2 separate regions of the Rattus norvegicus genome follow, and region 1 is linked to region 2. The links are chromatin contacts, called in public Hi-C maps. All regions are on one chromosome and are shown on one strand. The core of a region is the stretch at or near the end of the contact, and the rest is flanking DNA. Distances in the headings are between cores, read along the strand shown. Region 1 overlaps Stxbp5l (syntaxin binding protein 5L). Region 2 holds the start of Hgd (homogentisate 1, 2-dioxygenase).

Region 1 (7,448 bases), core at 2,848-5,347, 290 kb before region 2:
GAGAAGTAGAGAGTAATTAAAAGATAATTTACATAAAATAACACACATTAGCTCAACTATATCTATTTTAAAATTATCTGTGGTTTTAGTTCAATTTCACTTAGTTAAACATCAGCAGTGGATTTATTAATTATAATCCCACAAGTTACATTAATCCTTGCACTAGTGTTGTTAGATAAAGTGACAGATAAGTTCATACTCACAGCTCAATTGCCTTGTTCCACATGATGACATATCCAGAAAGAATGAAAGATTCAATATTTACAATATGTGTATTTCCTCTTTCTGTTCCAACATAGAGCCATTTACTCTGGAAAGGTAGATGACAGTAAGTAATTCTGAAAGAAAGAAAATTGCAATTAAAATATCTGAATTTTACATTTGATCAGTACATTTTCTTTACACATTTCACACTTACAAAGTTATAGTTACATAAATGATAGAAAACCTATGTTCCAAGGTAGCATTTCCTTATTAATAGAACATGGGACAAAATGATAATATATCATTAAAAATAATAATGACAGTCATTATCAGATACATGTTTATTATGAACATGGATGTACATCATGCTTAGTTTTAATTTTTTGACCAATACACAAAAATGTAAGAGCTGTAGATAATAATGAGAACAATGATGTTTAAGACATATGTACACTGAAAATATTTAAATCAAGTTCATCATTTCCAAATCAAGAAGGCATATAAAATCTTCCTTCAAGCATCAGTAAGTGGTGGCACATTATTGTCACTTATGTTTATACTGTGTGACAGCATTTCAGAGCTTACTTTACATATCTGACATTATAGTAACTTTAATCCACCTTCCCCAGCTTCTCCACACACCACCCCTTCTTCCTTGGCTTAGTTTCTGGTAACCACCATTTGAACCATCATTTCTAAGAGATCAACTACACTATCTGTCATTCTGAACACAGTGATAAAACAAATATGTATTTCTGTTTTACATAGGAGAAACCAAGATGATTTTTTTCAGTAGCAGGAAATTGAACTTTGTTTTCAGTATTTTTATTATTAAACCACAATAGGCACATGTATTCAAAATGACAAAGGAATGTTTTGATAGTATGTCTAAAACTGTGACTAGGTATCTACTTTGAAAACAGAACCATTCTACAAGGTGATTTAAAACTGTGTAACACAGTGGAGATGATTCTAAGTGCTTTATATAGCATATACAATAGAACTTACGAACCTCTGTTCTATAGATGTTTATCTTTATTGATGCATACATGAGACTAAACTGTTTGCTCTATAACTGCCAAAGCCCAACAGCTAAAAAGCGTAAGAAAATTGTGGTACAATCCATTCCTGTTACAAAATTTAGTATCCAAGCTCCTCTGCTTAGTTATTTAAATAAAAGTCATTTCAAGGATAAATTAGGTACATAATGTTCATAAATTTCAAAGTTATTGGAAAAATAGTAGTCATCTGTACTTTGTTCAAATGCTTGGCATTTATGTATTAGGGGGAAAACTGCTAAGGTCGGAGAATCGCTCTATTCTCTCTCTCTCTCTCTCTCTCTCTCTCTCTCTCTCTCTCTCTCTCTCTCTCTTTCTCTCTCTCTCTTAATGTGGAGGTCAGAGGACAATATCAAGTATTGGTCTACACTTCCTACCTTGTGTGAGGCAGAGTTTCTCTTACTTGCCATAGTGCTGCATACTTCAGTCTAGCTATCCTTCTGCCTTTTCTCTACTTCCCGTCTTAATGTAGGAGTGCTCAATGTAGACATGTGCCATGGTATCAAGACCTCCTTGAGTTTCACTGTTCTATTCTCATCTTCATTATGAGCTTTCTGACTAGCTCTGAGACATGTTCAATATCTAGAGTCATCAGGACTACTATATATGACATATGAAATTAAACGGCTCACCTATTAACATTAGTCTCTCTAATTTGAATTCATTGTGCTCTTGAGACTTTTTTAAAATGTATGAATGCTCTGTCTGTATATACATCTGCAGGCCAGAAGAGGGCATCAGATCCCTTTCTAGATAATCAGGAGCTACCACGTGGTTGTTGGGAATTGAATTCTGGACCTCTGGAAGAGCAGCCAGTGCTCTTAACTACTGAACCATCTCGGAAGCCCTTTCTAGATGCTCTTAAAAAGGCAATAAGTTCATAGATAATCACTTGCATGTTCTGCACCAAATATTTCCTAGAGTTGCCTTGGAAGATTATCTAGTACACTATCATAAAAGCTGAACAAAATTTTGACAGACAAATAGATACCCTTTTTAAAAAACTGAATGGTAAGTTCACACAATTCCATCGTATATCACACGTAAGAGTGACGCTTACAAGCACGATGGTGCATAAGAGTCAACAGTGAACAGCCAGGGGCTCCTGTACATAGTCTCAGCCTGCCATACTGAATGTTTCAATATCCTACCTCTCTGAACCAAATGTTATCTGCCCTGTGGAAAGCATGAGGCATATCACATTCAAAACACTATAAATTTGCTATGACATAAGAAACAGCAAAGTAAATTGGTTTTTCTAATTAATGAGTAACTTGCATGATACTGGGAATCTTTAATTAAGAATTGAAGTCTAGAATAGCTGTCTCCAAGGAATAGTTACTAATATTACACAGGAAATAACTTGATGGTCATGTTTCTAGGCAATGAACAATCAATTTTCTATTTAATCTTCAATATAAATAGGAACTCATTTTAGAGAAGGTATACAATCACCATACCTGAATCACAGGGAGACAGAGAAAACAATCTAAGGGCTTCCAACAGGACATGAGGAAACTTCAATATGACGTAGTGATCTCAACCTCAGTTAATAAGTAAAATCTGAGAACTGCCAGGTTTAGTGATGAAACCTGAGGCAGGAGATGGCATGCTAATGTAAACAAACCTTAGAGCAGAAAGAAAACAGGAAGAAAAACCTAACAGAACCAGAACTAGCTTGTGAACTAACTCTTTAATGATGGTTAGTAAAGAGAAACTAATGAGAGTCCCACAGGACTAGAATAACCATTTAAGATTCCCAAACTTTCTCTGAATAGATCAGTGTGACTTACTGACATGAGCCAAGGGTATTATTATACTTGTTCTGTGTACCTGATAATCATAATAATTAATTGGTAACTTCATAAAGCTTAATTTTTATTTCATTAAGTCCTCATTTGCAACTTGAAAGACTACCACAATCTGATACATAAGTAATGTTAAGGTGTTAGATGTTGGTTTCCTATTCATTTTGAATATCACAAAAACATTTAAGACATCTCTAGCTTTCCATACACTCATCTATTACACCTTCACTGAATGAGTCTTTATAAATCTTGTGTTATAACACACATAGCATCCTTATCATCTGATACATATGTGACGAGAGACATAAACAAGTTGACAAGAAAGGAAACTAAAATGAAGCTGTGTTAAATGTTTATAAAAATTAAAGAAATGAAAGTTCCATTTGAATAAGACTACTAAAGGTCAATATGTAAAGAAGTAATTTTAAAATTTAAATAATGTACATACTGTCAATGTACATTACAATGTACATTTCTGATCCTCCCTTAGGATTCAATGTAGAATTTCCGTAATTTATGTGATATTGACAATATGGATATGGTTTTAATGCTATGTCCTTTTAAGATTGGTGTATTTATTCTTTGTATTTTTCAGCACTTTTATCTCCCTTAACTGCTTCAAACTCTGCTTCATAGTATACCATGTCTTATTTTTACAACTATTTGCATGATAGAAACTTTTATGATTTTTCTGATTGTTAGATTTTTTAATAGTGCTGAGCAATGAACACACTTTAAGTAAGTACCCTACTACTGAGCTGTGTTCTCTGCCCCTGATGTTATTAACCACAGATGAAGCACCTGCCCTGAATGTTAAGCTGTCCTATACATGGAGGGGTCTGGACAAAATAAAAGGGGAGAAGAAAAAGTCTGTTTTCTCAGGCATGTACTCTCTGTTTCACAGCTTCTAAGATGAATTATTTTGCCTTTCTACATTGTTGTGCCACAATGTACTGCCTCACCTCATTGCAAACAGTCAGATGGTCCTGGGAGGAAACATCTGAAACCATGAGCCCAAATCTATATTTACTACTTTGCTCCCTGAGGTAATTGTGTGTTACAAAATGGCTATTGCACAAATAGTACACTTCTGGTATTTTATTGATCTATAACAAAATAAACATAACTAAAATACAAGTCCAACTCTGTGAACTGAACCTGTATAGCCAGCATTTTTAGGTAGAACAATCTGTCTAAATCCTTTAGAATGTTAGTATTAATTTAATATAAAAACAAAAGCATTTCAAGCCAAATGCTTTTGTAGAAAGCTACTGTAGAAAAATCACAACCCCAGACCTTGCCTACAGACTTCTGTTTAAGAAACATTGCCATAGGCTGCCAACTCTGTCCATATCTAGTCAATACAGTAATTGAAGTTCTAGCTAGAACATTTAGAAAACAAAAGGAGGTCAAGGGGAAACAAATTAGAAAGGAAGAAGTCAAGGTATCACTATTTGTGGATGATATGATAATATACATAAGCGACCCCCCAAATTCCTGCAGTTCAAAGAACTCCTACAGTTGATAAATAACTTCAGCAAAGTGTCTGTATATAAAATTAACTCAAATAGATCAGTAGCCTTCCTTTATACAAATTATAAATGGGCTAAGAAAGAAATTAGGAAAACAACACCCTTAACAATAGCCACAAATACTATAAAATATTAGTGTAACTCTAGCAAAGCAAGTGAAAGATCAATATGAAAAGAACCTCAAGTCCCTGAAGAAAGAAATCAACAATTTCTTCTTCTGAAGACACAGCTATACCACTCCAACATACCCAAAACTCTCAGCAATAAAAACTTCTGCAGGGATGACCATCCCTGACCTCAAGCTGTACTACAGAGCAATAATGATAAAAACTGCAAGACTCAGAAATAAACCCACACACATATGGACACTTGATCTTTGACAAAAGAAGCCAAAACCATATAGTTGAAAAAAGAAAGCATCTTCAACAAATGGTGCTGGTCTAACTGGAAGCCTGTATGTAGAAGAATGCAAATTGATACATACTTATCATCTTACATAAAGTTCAAGTCCAAGTAGATCAAAAACCTCAATACAAAACCAGATACACTGAAAAAAATGGGTTATAGGGCTAAACAAAGCATTCTCAACACAGATATCTCAAATGGCCGAGATGTGATTGAAGAATTGTTCAACATCTTTAGTAATCAGGGAAATGCAAATTAAAATGCCCTGAGAATCCACCTACACCAATCAGAATGGCTAAGATCAAAAACTCAATCTACAGCACATGTTGCTGAGGATGTGGAGAAAGGGGAACACTCCTGTTGCTGTGGGATTGCAAATTGTTACAACCATTCTGGAAATCAATCTAGCAGTTCCACAGAAAATTGGAAATAGTTCTGCCTAAAGACCCAGCTGTAGTGCTCCTGGGCACATACCCAAAAGGTGCTCCACCATACCACAGGAAAACGAGCTCCACTATGCTCATAATAGCCTTATTTGTAATAGGCAGAAACTGGAAGCAACCCGGATGTCCTTCAACTGAAGAATGGATACAGAAAATGTGGTCCATTTACAAAATGGAATACTATTCAGCTATTTAAAACGAGGACATCATGAATTTTGCAGGCAAATGGTTGGAACTAGAAAATAATATCCTGAGTGAGGTAACCCAGACATGCATGGTATGTGCTCACTGATAAATGGATAGTCTCCAAAAATACAGGATATTCATAAACCGTAAGAAGTTTAACAAGAAGCAAGGTCCGAGTGAGGATGCTTCAATACCACTTAGAAGGGGGAAGGGAAACTTCTAGAAAGTCCCAGACACCAGGTATCTTAGTCAGGGTTTCTATTCCTGCACACAACATCCTGACCAAGAAGCAAGTTGGGGAGAAAAGGGTTTATTCAGCTTACACTTCCACACTGCTGTTCATCACCAAAGGAAGTCAGGACTGGAACTCAAGCAGGTCAGGAAGCAGGAGCTGATGCAGAGGCCGTGGGGAGATATTACTTACTGGCTTGCTTCCCCTGGCTTGCTCAGCTTGCTCTCTTATAGAACCCAGGACCAGCAGCCTAGGGATGGCACCACCCACAATGGGCTGATGCAGAGGCCGTGGGGAGATATTACTTACTGGCTTGCTTCCCCTGGCTTGCTCAGCTTGCTCTCTTATAGAACCCAGGACCAGCAGCCTAGGGATGGCACCACCCACAATGGGCTGGGCCTTCCGCCTTGATCACTAATTGAGAAAATGCCTTACAGCTGGGTCTCATGGAGGCATTTCCTCAAGGGAGGCTCCTTTCTCTGTGATAACTCCAGCTTGTGTCAAGTTGACACACAAAACCAGCCAGGACACCAGGGATATGAGAGGCTCCCAGGAGCCAGTGGGGATGATCTTAGTCAAAATGCCCAGTGATGGAAAGATGGAGCCTGAAGAAACCACCTCCAGGAGATAGACCTGGACCCCATTAGAGACACGGGGCCACCTACCCTTCTTCAAAATTCTTGATCCAGAATTGTTCTTGTCTAAAGGAAATGCGGGAACAGAAATGGAGCAGAGACTGAAGGAAAGGCCATCCTGTGACCAGCTCAACTTGGGATCCATACCATGGGTGGACACCAAACCATGACGCTATTACTGATGCTATTTTGTGCTTGCAGACAGGAAGCTAGCATGACTGTTCTGAGAGGCTCTACCAGCATATGACTAAGACTGATACAGATACTTACAGCCAACCACTGGACTGAGATTGGAGACCTCTATGGAAGAGTTAGGGGAAGGATTGAAGGAGCTGAAGGGAATGGCAACCCCATAAGAAGACCAACAGTGGTAACTAACCTGAACCCCCGGGAGCTCCCAAAGACTAAGTCACCAACAAAAGAGCATACACAGGCTGATCCAAGGCCCCTGGCATATATGAAGCAGAGAGCTGCCTTGTCTGGCCTTAGTTGGACAGGATGTGCCTAATCTTGTAAAGATTTGAGGCTCCAGAGAAGGGAAGGTGTGGGGTGAGGAATGAAGTACTCAGAGGCAAAGGGGAGGGAGGATGGAGTGAAGAACTCTGGGAGCAGGAACTGGGAGGGGGAAACATTTGGGGTATAAATAAATAATTTTTAAAAGCTACATTGTCATAACTCATGAACAAAAAATATTTTAAAAAGAAAATAGAACTAAATCATTGTTATTGTTCTATAAGAGATTCAATAAAGCCAGGCATAATATTGAATGTCTTTTATCACAGCAGTTGGGAGGCAGAGACAGGTAGATCTTCATTAATTTGAGGCCAGTCAGCCTGGCTATGTAGAGAGACACTGTCTCAAAAATTAAATAAATAAATAAAAATAAATAACGAAAAATTCATCAGGAGAATTTGACTTAGAAGATCTTCTTTCCAATGAGCTCTA
Region 2 (7,070 bases), core at 3,600-6,099:
TTTTGGTGCAATGTCTAATGTCACCAGTAATACCCTGGACCAGTAGTCACTGTCATAGCACTTAGCATACACTATTGAAATGGTCCCCAAGAAGAATGAATGAATGAATATATGTGCTTCGGCTAATTAAAATGGCAAGCCATTACACAGAGAATCAAGGCTACCCAAACCTGTGAGTCCTTTTATTCTCATTCCCTGGCAGTAACTGGCATAGTAACTGCAAAGCAAATACTTAATTTATTGAATCGTTGTTATAAAAATAGAAAAGGCAGGAAATGAAGTTAGCCCCCATAGGAGGACTTCCTAAATCTTATTAATAGGTTATTTTGATTTAAACATTTTCAGTATCCTAAAGAAAACTTCATCCAGCCAGTCATTGCTTTTATTATTCCTTCAATCTCTCACACAGGGAAACGTGTGTGTGTGTGTGTGTGTGTGTGTGTGTGTGTGTGTGTGTGTGTGTGTGTAATTCACTATGTACACCAGGCTGGCCTCAGACTCAGAGATCCACCTGCCTCTGCCTCCCAAGTGTTGGGATTAAAAGGTGTGCACCACCACAGTTGGCTGTGAAACACATAAACCTGCCTTCCAAAATGGCTCCATAGAAAAGCACAGCCCTGAAGCTGTTCCCTTGTCTCTTCCTGGCTCCTGTGTGTTGTATTTTTAATTGGCAAAGCAAGTTAGCTGTAGGTGATGAAGCTCCACGGTTCTCATAAACTCAAGACATGCGAGGGTTCCTTTCCTTGAATTTACTCTGTTTCAAGTCTACATACTGTACGACTAGCCTCAATGATACAGGGTCTCCATCCACTTCTAAGTTTGTGTATAAAATCTAGAGTTTGAATGCTGTGTAATGTCATATGTCCATACTGTGACTCCCTGTAAGCTGCCTGCCAGAAATTGGCCCATGTGTTTGTACCTACAACCCTTACTTCTATGAACATGGCCCACAGGGCTGGCCCTCCATGTGGAATACCTCATACACAAGCAAGCAGTTGCACTGCAACTACAGTATGCCACAGTCCTGAGTGCTGATGGCTGCCTGAATCCACTTTAGACCTGAACATAAGAGTTTTAGCTGTACGGCTAAATTATCTATCTCTACTGTTAACCAACCACTCCCAAACTTGTTAGTGTAAGGTATGCTGTTCTGTTTCCTCCCAAGTCTTTCAGCCAATGAGCTGGGCTGGGTTTAGCGCATGGTTCTTTTGGTCTCACCAGGGATCACTTACATGTCTGCAGCCATCTGGTACCTGGATTGCCTCATCCCCACATGTGACTGGGCTGGGGAGCTGCTGCCTGACCCCTGAAAGCTAGTTCTACCTCTACATATTAGTCTGAGACAGTAGGAAATACACACATATCTGTGAGCAATGTTTCAAGCCACTGTGTTGTTTTCTAATGTCATGTTTACCAAGACCCAGAGAAGAAAAGGCTCCATCTTTTGACTTGTTTTTTAGAGTCTCACTGTGCTGTTCAGGCTGGCCTTGAACTCAAAATCTTCTTGCTTCAGCCTCTCAAGTGCTGGAGTGGCAGGTGTATGCCACTGTGCCCAGCTAAAGATGCTATTGACAGAGGTAACAGTAAAGTCAAGGGGCACATGAGGGAGAATCTAGGCAATATTTACAGTTACTATGATGGTTTCTTGCCCCCCCCCCTTTTACTCTTTTCTTCCATCCCTCCTCCCTCCATCCCTCCTTTCCCCTTCTTTCCTTCTCTCCCTTCCTCCCTCCTTCCCTCCCCCTCCTTCTCTCCTTCCCTCTCCCTTCCTTCCTTCCCTCTATCCTGAGATGTCCTACATTAAGAAAATACATGCCAGAGAACAGAGGAGTAAAGAGGTAAGAGAAGGCCATTTAAACTCAAATTTCAAGGTTAACCAGCCAAGAAAAACATTTTCATACTCCCTTTTTGTATGCTGAAGATCAGCCCTCAATGACACTCTGCATCTGATCTTGGAGCTATGAACCAACCAATTGGTAGCCTCTGCGGCCTTGTGTGTTCTGCCCTCCTTATCTATAGCCAATATAGGTTCAGTGTAAATGCTTCATACTTCTTTTCCCCAAAATTTTATTGTAAAGCAGGGACATGTTCTAGCTGATCTCTAGTGTAATTCGTGTATTGGGTACTGTTCTAAGATGGGCCCTTTACCTCTCACAGATCAATAAACCCTTTACTGTCAGAACCCTCTAATTGCAAAATCTGATTTATCATTCTCTTCTTTTCACCAATTCGTTTACAAATTAGGATTTAGCTTCTGGAAAATCAGCTACATTGATCGACTCAGCTGAATTTCCTTCCTGCGTTGTTGCATCTGAGTTTGGAATAATAAAACCTACTTTGCAAAATTGTTTTTGTGTAACTAAATGAGGTAATGTCTGTGGGAAAGATCTGGCAAAAGCCGAGTCTCTGTATGTTTCCTTCCTGAACACCACCAATCACAAAGTCGTTACCTTACAGCGATTGCAATGAATGGCTAAGATGAGGGGCAAGGGAGTACAGAAGGCAGCTGGAAAGCAGTCTGCTTTCAGAGGAGTAAAGGCATTAGCAAACAAAAGGCTGAAGAATTTTAAGCATACTGAATGCAGATCGATCCATTCTTATCACCCTGTACAAAGCTTAAGTCCAAGTGGATCAAGGACCTCCAAATCAAACCAGATACACTCAAACTAATAGAAGAAATAGTGGGGAAGAATCTCGAACACATGGGCATTGGAGAAAACTTCCTGAACAAAACACCAATGACTTATGCTTTAAGATCAAGAATCGACAAATGGGATCTCATAAAACTACAAAGTTTCTGTAAGGCAAAGGACAAAATGGCAACCAACAGATTGGGAAAAGATCTTTACCAATCCTACAACTGATAGAAGGCTTATATCCAAAATATACAAAGAACTCATGAAGTTAGACTGCAGGGAGACAAATAACCCTATTAAAAAACGGGGTTCAGAGCTAAACAAAGAATTCACAGCTGAGGAATGCTGAATGACTGAGAAGCACCTAAAGAAATGTTCAACATCTTTAGTCATAAGGGAAATGCAAATCAAAACAACCCTGAGATTTCACCTCACACCAGTCAGAATGGCTAAGATCAAAAACTCAGGTGACAGCAGATGCTGGGGAGGATGTGGAGAAAGAGGAACACTCTTCCATTGTTGGTGGGATTGCAGACTGGTACAACTATTCTGGAAATCAGTCTAGAGGTTCCTCAGAAAATTGGACATTCCACTACCTGAGGACCCAGCTATACCACTCTTGGGCATATACCCAAAAGATGCTCCAACATATAACAAAGACACATGCTCCACTATGTTCACAACAGCCTTATTTATAATAGCCAGAAGTTGGAAAGAACCCAGATGCCCTTCAACAGAGGAATGGATTCAAAAAAAGTGGTACATCTACACAATGGAGTACTTCTCAGCATCAAAAACAATGACTTTATGAAATTCATAGGCAAATGGATGGAACTGGAAAATATCATCCTGAGTGAGGTAACCCAATCACAGAAAAACACACATGGTATGCATTCATTGATAAGTGGATATTAGCCCAAATGCTCAAATTACCCTAAATGCACAGAACACATGTAACTCAAGAAGCATGACCAAAATGTGGATGCTTTACTCCTTCTTTAAAAGGGGAACAAGAATACCCTTGGGAGGGGATAGGGAGGCAAAGTTTAGAACAGAGACTGAAGGAACACCCATTCAGAGCCTGCCCCACATGTGGCCTTTACATATACAGCCACCAAACTAGATAAGGTGGATGAAGCAAAGAAGTGCAGGCTGACAGGAACCGGATGTAGATCTCTCCTGAGAGACACAGTCAGAATATGGCAAAAACATAAGCTAATGCCAGCAGCAAACCACTGAACTGGGAACGGGACCCCCGTTGAAGGAATCAGAGAAAGGACTGAAAGAGCTGAAGGGGCTTGAGACCCCATATGAACAACAATGCCAACCAACCAGAGGTTCCAGGGACTAAGCCACTACCCAAAGACTATACATGGACTGACCCTGGACTCTGACCTCATAGGTAGCAATGAATAGCCTAGTAAGAGCACCAGTGGAAGGGGAAGCCCTTGGTCCTGCCAAGACTGAACCCCCAGTGAACGGGGATTGTTGCGGGGAGGGAGGTAATGGGGGGAGGATGGGGAGGGGAAACACCCATATAAAAGGGGAGGGGGAGGGGTTAGGGGGATGTTGACCTGGAAACCGGGAAAGGGAATAACAATTGAAATGTAAATAAGAAATACCCAGGTTAATAAAGATGGAGAAAAAAATTTTAAAAAATAAAACTTTGTAAATAAAAAAAAGAAAAAGAAGAAGTCAAGACAAATAACAATAAACATCACATCCCAGTTTACTTCAAGTGCAACTCGAGGCTGTCAGCAGTGCATGATCTGGGAGCTGAGTTCATCCACAGGAGACAGTGGCAGGGAAGGGAGCATCCAGTCCTTATCCCCTTCTTTCCATAGCTCTTGCACCAGGTCAAAGCACATGGCAGTTGGTTTTTTCCCATGGGCTCTGGAGACTGGCCTTGCATCTTCCTGGCCTGAGTTAGGACTAAGAGAATTCTCTGTAACATCTGGCAGGTGCCAAGTAACTCCCATAGTTCCTTTCTTAGATAGCTTTACAATCTCTGCCTTTGGGGGAAAAAAAAGACTTCCTTAACATGGAACAAAGAATTGGTCACTGTTTATTTATGCCAGGTGAGAGAGACTGGTTCTCTGTAAACGCTCTCAGAAATGACCTGGGGTTAAAAATTAAAAAAAAAAAAAAGGTTGTGCAAGAATTTTAGATGCAATCGTGTTGGACTTTCTGACTAGTGTGTCAGTTGAGCAACTCTGCCCTGAGTGACCTGCTGACCAAGAAGAAAGAGAGATCTGGTAAAAATCAACAACATCCAGAGAGTAGTTTTAAAGAGACACAGGAACATTCGTACCTCAGCTCCTTGGCCTGAGTTTCCTTCCAGCAGAAGGGAAATGGCAGAGTTAAAGGTAAGAAACCATCTGGCTGGATTTGGATTAAGATAGGAGAGTATGCCTGGGGTTGTGGAGTCACTTAGCCAGAAAAAGAACAGAAAAGGAATGGAGAGAAGGTAAGAACGGGCGGAAGGGCTGGAGATGTCTAACAGGTTTACTAGCCTTCTTCAGCAAGAATGCATGGTGTTTCCTGGTGTCAGAGTTGAAGGGTTGGGGCTACAGAGATGGCTTAGTAGTTAAAAGTACTCTCTGCTCTTCCAGAGGACCTGGGTTCAGTTCCCAGAACCCATTCAGTAGTTCACACTCTAGTTCCAGGGGCTCTGGCACCCTCTTCTAGCCTTGTGGCTTCTGTTGTTGGCTCACATGCATGTGTACACACACACACACACACACACACACACACACACACTTGAAGGGCTCAGATACCCCCATACATACACACACACACACACACACACACACACACACACACACACACACACAGTTGAAAGGCTCAAACACCCCATCCATTCATCCAGACAGACAGACAGACAGACACACACACACACACACACACACACACACAGTTGAAAGGCTCAAACACCCTCACCCATACAGACAGACACACATACACATGTTCAGATGCTCCACCACATTGTTAGTAGATGTGATTGCGCTGAGTTGACAAACTGAGGTGACAGGAAGCATTATCGCCCTTGCCTTTGTTAACTCCTAACACTGGTGTGTGGATCTGAGGTGAGCAAGAGCTCACCTTTAAGTGCATGCATGCATTTCTCCCCAGTCTCCTAGCCCACTGCTCTCCGTCATCCTTGTGGCTGCACCTCCTGGACTGCTTCCTGCCAGCCAGTTCACTGTGCCAGCCAGTTCACTGTGCTCCGTCTACTTAGCCGTTAGGTAGTTCAGACTCAGCTTTGGACAGTACTCTTTATTTAGCGTGCCATTGAGAAGAATTAGTAGGTCATGTGCTACAAGTGCTAGGTCAGGTGTTATAACGGTGCATTAGCACTCTGAACCTAGGGGGTGGGTGCCATTTCTTTTTTCCTATTTTAAACCTATAAGAAAAGCAAGGTTCATGGAGAACAAGGGACTCATCCAAGGTCCCTGCTGGTAAATGGTGGAGACTGTAGCAGATGTCAAGAGTTTGAATTTCAGGCCCCCAAAAGAGGGTCGGTTGCACCTACTAGGTTGGGCCTTTTGGGCCAGGGAAAAGAAGTGTGTTCCCAGTGTCTAAAACTCTGCCTAGTACTTAGCTCAATGCTTAAGACCAGAACTAGAGCTCCCTGGCACATTGGGGCAGACTGAGTAGGACTGCTCACTAAACCCCTTCCAGGAATGTAGAGACTGACCACTGACAGGAAACCTTTCAGTTAAAGCTGGGATGGTAAACCCAGCAGGTCCCTAACTAAGACACCTTGAAGGTGCTTAACTCTGTAGTAAGGAGTTTTTCTCCTTTGTCTTCACGCCAGATTTAGCCTTAGCTCTCACTCAGTGTTAGCATGTTAGCAGTCAACACAGCCCGGGAAGGGAGAAACTTTTCATAAACAGCTAGCTGTCCCTGGTGAAGTGACAAAGGATTGCACCAGAGGAAATACCTTGTGCAAAGATGCAAAATACACAGAAAGGTTTTCGAGTCCCAGGAACACAATATTTCAGCTGCATTGGAGCTGCCGCATGGATGCAGATGCCCAAGAGGGGACCCATAGGTAGATCAGAATGGTGGCGGGAATGGGCATAGCTAATGGGGACCAGTATGCCGGTTGACGATGTGGAGGAAGGAGAATTCGACGGAAATCCTATGAGGAAGTTCATAAAGGCAGGAGACATCCTTAGCATTTATAAATAAATCATATCTTAAATCCTCTCCTGCCGCAATTTTTAAGCAACTTATTATGCAAACGCCGCCACATGCAAAAGGCACCATGGCCTTTGTTCTTGGTTTCAAAGGCTTGCCAGGCCTGCTGTCTCATCTCCATAAGGAAAGGTTATCTCAGAGGTCAGAAACCTAGACACACAGAGAGAGCCAGATTAAAGCAGACCCATCCCAATCAATAAACATAACACTTAATTTAAGATGCCCTTCACG

The links. A called contact is a pair of places that touch in the nucleus more often than the background predicts.
Region 1: a Hi-C map of liver shows a contact between it and region 2, with 4 times the contacts expected there. The contact joins the enhancer-like site here to the promoter of Hgd in region 2.

Annotation. Positions count from the first base shown.
Region 1 is chr11:76,931,595-76,939,042 of GRCr8, reverse strand. Stxbp5l (syntaxin binding protein 5L) reads right to left here. Exons shown (of 27, transcript NM_001271250.1): 5 at 204-338. Among named protein-coding and RNA genes, the nearest start is that of Stxbp5l, 95 kb to the right of the region's middle. Within about 2 kb of position 4,097, at least 1 of the 93 cell types and tissues checked has an H3K27ac peak or open chromatin away from gene starts, as enhancers often do. A contact at or near this core is called in liver, where this site is marked.
Region 2 is chr11:76,641,546-76,648,615 of GRCr8, reverse strand. It overlaps Hgd (homogentisate 1, 2-dioxygenase), which reads left to right and starts at 4,849. Exons shown (of 14, transcript NM_001012145.1): 1 at 4,849-5,002. The coding sequence starts at 4,988.